2 separate regions of the Manis pentadactyla genome follow, and region 1 is linked to region 2. Evidence: chromatin contacts called from public Hi-C data. All regions are on one chromosome and are shown on one strand. The core of a region is the stretch at or near the end of the contact, and the rest is flanking DNA. Distances in the headings are between cores, read along the strand shown.

Region 1 (3,951 bases), core at 1,022-3,521, 310 kb after region 2:
GAGGCCATGGGAGAGCTCAGGAAAGCACTGAATTCAGCTTGGCAGGGACAGAGGTGATCAGGGAAAGCTTCCTAGAGGAAGTGATGCCTGTGATGAGCTTTGACGGATGAGTAGGAATTGTGTGGGAAGGGAATAGGTGGAATGGCAATCCAAGAAGAAGGCATCAGCATGAAGAGAAGCACAAGGTGAGCATCAGAAGCTCTCCTTCGATGTTGATGGAGCAGTCAAGGCAGGCAACCAAAAGGTGGCCTGGGAATCTTGGAGGAGTTTGCAATCCACAGTTAGGAGGTGGCTCATCTCCTGCAGAGGCCAAGTTTTTAGCAGGGGTGTGATGAAGTTAGTGTCTTGTACAAAGTCCTCTCTGGAGGCAGGGAGACACTGACTTGAAGGAGAGTGGCTGCAGGTAGTGGGACCAGGCTAATTCTGTGACCCCCATCTGGGTGCGGAGGAGAAGCCCAGAGCAGGGTGAGGCTAGAGGCATTTGAGAGACCCCTGTGATGGAGAACATGGAATCACTGGGGTCTAACTTCAAAGGCAGATGACTTTTCATGAACTCAGGCCATGGCTCAGTGAAGTAAGGAGCCCCCCCAACCCCTGCCCCACACACTCCCTGCTTTGTCCTTCCGAATTGGACTGCCTGGCTTCAAATCTTGGCTTCACTGCTCACTCACTGCAACCTCAAGCAAGTCACCTAACTTCTCTCTGCCTCAGTTTTCATCTCTGGAAAATAGGGATGATGGGAGCACTTACCTCATAAGTTGTTGTGAACTAATGTCCGTGAAGTGCCTAGGCTGGAGCCTGGCTCACACTAAGTGCTCAATTAATATTGCTATTCACAGGGGCGGAGATGAGCCTGGTAACCCCAGGAACCCTATAATCTCCTTCTCCTCTCACCCAATTTAGGAGCAGCCCTTGGGGTACCCTTGGAGAGACAAAGGCTTTGAGCCTGGAGCCCTTGGTTCAGGGTGCCTCCCTGATTCTCTCTTTGGCCCAGGGTTCACTACTGGGTGCCTCAGTCCCCACCTCCCAGTAAAACAAGAAAGCATATCTGGCTTTGATGCTCTGTGTCCTACTCCTGCTTGGCCCTTCTACTGAGTACAATAATCCCAAGCAGAGGAGCCTGCCATCCAAGGAGAGAATCCCTAGGGCCCCAGGGCTGGTGCCCAGATCGAAGTCCACATGCCTATCTGACCTGGCACCGTCTCCTGGGCTCCCGGTGCCTCAGCCTGCCATAGCCACTGCCCTGCTGAGGAGGGCTGGCGGCCAGACAGCTGGCATGGGAACCACAGAAAGAAGAGTGAGAGGCACCACCCCAATGCCTGGAACCTTTCCATGCCCACCTCCCTGTGAAGTCTGGAAATACTGAATATTGCACATGAATGTGACATGGGACCTTGAGATCTGACTCCTGAGAGCAGATACTGTCTCTTTCCCTCAGGGGTGTGGAAGTGCTGCCTCCATTGTTTTCAGACCCCAGTACCTGGCATACAGTCAATGCACAACAAATGTTGGCTGAATAGAATTGTGTTCTGTGACTGCTATGGGCATATACTTCTAGATAGGGCCAGGGAGGGCTCCAGAGGGAGGTGGGATGCTATAGATCTCATGGTGGAAGTAATCAGGGCATGGGGAGGTCTGGCCCCAGGAGCAGGGCTTGGGCTCCCAGGTAGATGCTGCACCCCTCTCCCCCTATGACTCCCCTCTTCATGGAACAGCCCTGGGAGTCCTGCAGGCTGGAGGCCATGGGAGGTGGTGGGAAGTTTGTCAGGTGTGGGCTCTGATCCAGCTCCATGACCCTGGCAAGTTCCTGAAGGCCCTTATCCTTAATCTCTTATCTACCAATTGGAATGCTCACCTCCACAATCAAGTGTTGCCATGAATCGTTGTGCACTTGCCCTGTACTAGGTGTTGTGCCATTATTGCATTATTTCAGTTAATCCTCACGATACTGCTTTGAGGAAGCTTCCGTTTTTAGTCTCCATTTTCAAGTTGGAGAGAGCAAGACTCAGAGAGGTGGGGTCATTTGCCCAAGACTACACAGTGAATGAATGGTAGAATGGGGCTGGAACCTAAGCAGGCTGGCTTCCAACTCTGGATCCATGGGGCAGAGAGCTCCCCCTGAGACAGGAAATTGTTTTCAGTCTCCCTCTTTCTCCCTCCACTGCAAGGGCAGGGCTGGACACCGGGGACCCCTAGGGGCGGGGAGGGGCAGAGTGTCTTTCTAGGTGGGGTTCCCCTGGAGGAAGACTGAGGGACCTTGCTGCTTTGTAGGCGGAGCACCATGGAAGGTGACTGTCTGAGCTGCATGAAGTATCTGATGTTTGTTTTCAACTTCTTTATATTTGTAAGTATTCCTGGAACTCACCTGGGGGCTCCGTAGGTCTCTGTTGGGGTGGCAGAACTGACTGCTGCTTTGAAGTAGTCACACTGGGCTGAGTCCCAGGGGCAGGAACAGGGACCAGTGCTAGAAACAAATCTACCTGCCCAGCCAGGATTTTGTGGAGGGGAGACCCCTTGAGTAGTGCCCACCCCACTCAGAGAGCCCACTGTCAGAAGAGATGTTTTACATGGACAAAGGGCAGGGGCCTGAGTCCTGGCTACTGTTTTGGGACCTGACCCCTGGTGGGGAATGAGGGAGAAGGAAGGGAACTGGGTGAAGAGAGGGCAGCAGAAGCCCCACTCAACCCTGACCGCCAAAGCATGTATAGACAGACATCAGGGCTGAGCTGAGGTAGCCACCTGATGTAATCCAAAACCTCTCTGGGACTGGGAGTCCTGTATTCAAAGCCCAGCTCTGCATCTTACCAGCTATGTGATCTGAAACACATTTTATTTTAGGACCTTAATTACATAGCTCACAGGTTTTTTGAAAATCAAGCAAATTTAGGAAGTGCTCAGAATGTGTTGGAACTCAACAGCTTAGTTCTATCCCCATCCAAATTATGAGGTCTATAAGTGAAAAGACAAAGACCCTCAGGGCCTCAGAGCGCCCAGGTGGCCAGCCCAGTGCCCTACAGCACCACCCACCTGCTGGCAGCCCACTGAGAGCTCTACTCGGGCTCCTGGCCTCTCCCAGGAGCAGAGCCACACTCCTGGCATCTTGAACCCCCACAGGCTTTTCTGACCCTACCTCAACCTTTGACCTTAGTGCATCCAAACCTGGGTAAGTAAATGTCCACTGATGTCCTCCAGGGAAGGAGAGGAACTTTTCAGGTCAAGATTGACTCTGGCTATCTGTTTGTCTCTCTGTTCTCTGTCCATCTATTTTTTATACATATTAGCATCCCTCCTGGGTTGCCTTCCTTGCCCTGTAATCCTGAAAACCAGGGAGTCCTACACACTTGGTTCTAGTCCCAGCTTCCGAGCTCGGTGACCCTGGGCAAGCCCTACCACCCCCGTAGGAAATGAGGCTGTCACCAGGGTAGCTCAGTCTGTACCCAAGACCTCCTTGAAGCAGATCTTAGCATCCAGTTGTTGAACCCCAAAACCTTCAACAGCAATGGGGAGGAATACAGGTTTTACTAGAGGTTTATAGGGAGACAGAGGAGGAAGATGTTGCTGACTAGAAGACAAAAATGTAGACTCCGTCACTGGCTGTCCTGTTGGTCTTCCTTTTCTCCCTCCCGGGATGCTGTGACCCGCAGGCCTCTCTGCCACACCCCCTGCCCTGACAGCACCTAAAAATATCTTCCTTTGCTCCAAGCCATCCAGTCCTTCCCTCCAGCTTGCAGACCCCTCTCAGCCAAGCCAGAGCTCACCAACTGGCTCTCAGTCTCTGCCTGTTATTCCTCATGTGTGACTTTTGGGAACCTCTAGTCCTCCTATCACACAGGGATTTCAAATACATTGCAGCCTTCAAAATCCAATAATGTCCAAGTGTTTCTCCTGCAACTGATCTGCTTCCAATATTGCTTGTCCCCAAGAAAAATGGAACAGATATTTGTTGAAACT
Region 2 (3,842 bases), core at 1,296-3,795:
CAACTTGCTCCCGTGAGTACCCCTAGAAGGGTGATCGACTTTGGACATGTGGACTAGTGTTTTCATATACATGAATCCTAGGCCATTTGGGACACGGGACAGACATGGGGCTAGGAAGCAAATTGGGGTGGGTGAAGTGAGAGCTGGGGTCAGGGCATACCCACTCCACACTACCATGTTCCTGTAGAGAATTTCAAAGAGTTCAAGAATTCTAAATTTGAACATGGCCTTCTTGGCTATTATCAAGATATTTTTTAAAGCAAAAGAATCAATATTTTATTTTAGTTTGTTAAATGTGGGCCTCAATTTTCACAATTAACATGTTAGCTTTGCAGAATAGGACCACTGTTCCAGGCCATGAGCTTCTATAGCAAGACTCTCTTCTATCAGGCTTCAGAGAATGGTGAGGGAGTATGGTGGAGATTCCAGAAGCTGCCTCCATGTTGCCACAGCTGCCTCCATCTCTAATCTGGAGTGACAGACACAGGAAAGGGTAGCAGATGGGATTAATGTGATTGAATGTCTGGAGATGGGATCCAGCTGTTTTACCAACTGTCAATCACCATCACAAATACCCCCAGCTTGTTGGGAGGGGATATGGAGCTGGGTAGAAGAGGAGGGTATTTTATGCTCATTTTGTATGGGTTGGCTAGGGACCCAGCCCAAGACAAAATAGTACAGTGGTTCTCAAAGTGTGGCCCCTGGAACAGCAGCACTGACATCATCTGGGATCTTGTTAGGCTCTTGGCCCCTTGTAGAAAAGATGGTGTCCCTCTATGTCCCACAGAGGACAACACTGCTGCTCTTAAAGATTACCCAGCCCACCACCCTGACTTGGTGTGGGAGATTCTATGAAGGAGACTTTTTACTAGAAAGAGAACATATATTGAGCATGTACGGCATCCAAGAGTGGGTAAACACTCCCTGAACGCTGTCGTCCTCAACTGCTACCCTCAAGACTGGTGTCATTATTGTTATTCCCCTTTGACAGCTCATCCTAGAGAGAGGTTAAATACTTACCTTGCCTGGGTTGTAAGGTCTTTTGTGTTTCTCAGACCACCCTGACTTCTTCACCATTATGCTCAACAGTGGTTCTCAAACTTGAGTGTAATTCAGAGTCACCTGAAGGCCTTCTTAAAAAAAATTGCTAGGCTTCTCTGAGGTTTCTCACTCAGTAGGTCTGGAATGGGGCCCTAAAACACACATTCCTACCAAGTTCCCACCTGCTGCTACTGTGGCTGCTGTGGGCCCAAGGACCATGCTTTGGGAACCACTGAGCTGGGCAGGAATCCAGCTCCCCACCCTACTCCACCCATGCAAAATGGGACTAATCATACCCTTCCCACAATGGCTTCCTTGTGAGATGCTGAGATAATGGGAGTGAAAGAACTTTGTCAGCGGCACAAGTGAATGGTCCTAACTGGTAACCTGCCTGCGGCTAGTCCCTAGGGCCTGGGAACGCAGAGGGCTGAGGTGCAGATGGGAGCATCTGGAGATCTTCTGCAGCCCACCTTAATTCTGAGCCACTTCATAAGGGAGAAAACCAACTTCTGGGGCTCAGGCCCTTCTGTCACACCCTCATCATTTCACACCTCCTCCCTCACCTCAGGCAGCTGGCTGGCCCAGGCCACTTCTCCAGGGGCCAGTCCAGGCAAGCTGTGGCAGCATTAAGCCTGTGATTCAGGGTCTGCATCTGGATCCTGCTCACCTCCAAAGTGAGACTCAGAGGCCACAACTTCCCTTTTCAGATTGTTCATCAGTAAAATGGGTGCAACATTAGTACCATCTGCATAAATTTGTGCAAATTGAGGGCCAGTACTCGCAGCACTTGACATACAGCCCGGCCCCTGGCAAGGGCTCAGTCTGTAGTTAGCATTTTCAAAAAGTGCCTGCGCCCAGGCTGCTTGCTGATAAAGGTCCTGACCTGGAACGCAAACCGCTCCCAAGCCGTTCCCGGTTGTACCCGGATACACCCGCCCTGGAATGCGCGTGCGGGTTGAGTTGTCAGGGCAGGATTAGAGAGGCGCTGAAGGGGGTAAGGGGCGTGCCTGGGGCTCGGCCTCAGTCTAAGCAGGCCAAGGAGCGATGATAGGCCCGTAGGTGAATGTGACAGAGACGAGGACGACAGAAAGCCAGGCCTGGGAAGGATGAAAAAGGCAGAGGAAGAGTGGAGCGTTAGGGAAGGCTGTGAGGGGGCTTCCCACCCAGCAGGGTTCGAGTGCAGGGCCCGCGAGGGCGGGAGGCAGGATTCGTCCCGGCAGGGCCTGGGCTGGAGGGACAAAGAGCACAGGCCCGAAGAGGCGGGTCCAGGGCGAGCCTCACCCGCTGTGCGACCTGGGGTTGGGGTTGGCGGGTGGCTTACGGCAGCCATAGCGGGGCGGAGCCCGGGGCGGGGAAGGCCTGGTTAGAGGAGGGGGGCAGTAGTGAGAGGAGTCTGGTCGTGGTGGGAGGCCGGCTGCATTCCGACACGGCCGGGGGGCGGGGCTGGAGGGCACGAGTCCGGAAGCCGAAGGCGTGTCCGGGGCGTGTCTTCGAGAGGGCGGGGCCTAGCCCTGGCCTTGGCTCTAGAGTTCCCCGACGGCCGCCGGGAGTGGGACGACCGAGCGACTTGCGCGCAGGCTGCGCGATCGGACGGTGACTGGGGCGCGAGCCGGCGACGCTGGGCTTGCAGCACTGAGCAAAAAAAAAGAGGCAGCAGGTGAGAAGGGGCCGGGGGCAGGGGGCGGCTGGCCACACAAATGGCAAAATTAGTTTTCGCTCGCACTTCAAGAGCCCGCTTGGGCAGCCTTCTCGGAACAAGTGACAGGTAGAGCCACAGAGACAGCTGGTGGGTGAGAAGGAGCAAAAGCCCCCTGGTCCTCATCCCCAGCCCTTCGGCTTTGCCATGCAACAGCTGTGTGTTCCCTGGCGCGTCCCTCACCCTGCTCTGGACCACTCGGGTTCCCGTATATGGAGGGGGTTGAACCAAGTGAACTCCGTGTTCCCCTCGCCCTTTCTAAAACCCCGGAAGGTGAGAGCATACCGCTGTTCTGCCCCAGGTGTTGAGATTGCGCTGCCCGACTGCACTTCTCTTTCTGCATAGTGGCACTGAGCAAAGTGGACTCCCTGTGAGCGTTCAACAAATTGGTGTAAAGATCACACTGATTCCTGGGGTGAGGCCTGAACCCACAAGCCCTGGGGAAGGTGAGCCCAAGTCAGGGAAGTTTCTGTCTCCCCTTACCCCGCTCCCTCACAACTCGACTAAGAGCCAAGTGAGACTTCAGGCTGGAAACTTAGCCGGGCTTTTGCCCTCTCCTGGGGCCTTTCCAGGTGAGCTGGCCTAGGAGGCTGGGTTGGAAACCAGGATGCAAGTTCTTACCCGGGTGAGCAGGAAAAACCTCTCTAAACCCTGGGTCTAGAGTCAAGCCCAGGGCCCCAGGCTCTTGCTTCATGCTCAGGGTTAGTTCCTCCGGCTGGAAATTTCTGACCCTGTGGTAGTGGGCGCTGTGTGCCAGAGCCAGAGTAGCGAGGCAGCCCAGTTCAGTGGTCAAGTGCTTAGGCTTTGGGACCAAATTGACTTGGATTCCACTCCCCCTCCAAGCTTCAGTTTCCTTATCTGCAAAATGGTGGTTGTGACAGTACCCAATGGCAGTAGTGAGGACTAAATATAATAATGTGTCTATAGTGCTTAGCAAGGCATCAGGCACCCAGTGAGACTTCACTTTGTGACAGCTGCTCTGATGTAGATGGGCAGGTGATGGGCTGGCTTTCTGCCTGGGAATGAGCCTGTTTTTGGAAGGCTGGAGACTGGCTACAGCTTCTCCTGATCTTGTGAAAGCCAGAAATTGCTACCTGCCACCACT

The links. A called contact is a pair of places that touch in the nucleus more often than the background predicts.
Region 1: a contact with region 2 is called in a Hi-C map of fibroblasts, with 9 times the contacts expected there. The contact joins the promoter of TSPAN18 here to the promoter of CD82 in region 2. A contact is called at or near these places in 2 of 3 Hi-C or Micro-C datasets (fibroblasts and skin fibroblasts).

Annotation. Positions count from the first base shown.
Region 1 is chr9:84,815,990-84,819,940 of mManPen7.hap1, forward strand. It overlaps TSPAN18 (tetraspanin 18), which reads left to right and starts at 2,272. Exons shown (of 7, transcript XM_036891591.2): 1 at 2,272-2,344. The coding sequence starts at 2,282. The region is part of intron 7 of TP53I11 (tumor protein p53 inducible protein 11); the gene reads right to left.
Region 2 is chr9:84,502,633-84,506,474 of mManPen7.hap1, forward strand. It overlaps CD82 (CD82 molecule), which reads left to right and starts at 2,546. Exons shown (of 9, transcript XM_036891681.2): 1 at 2,546-2,698.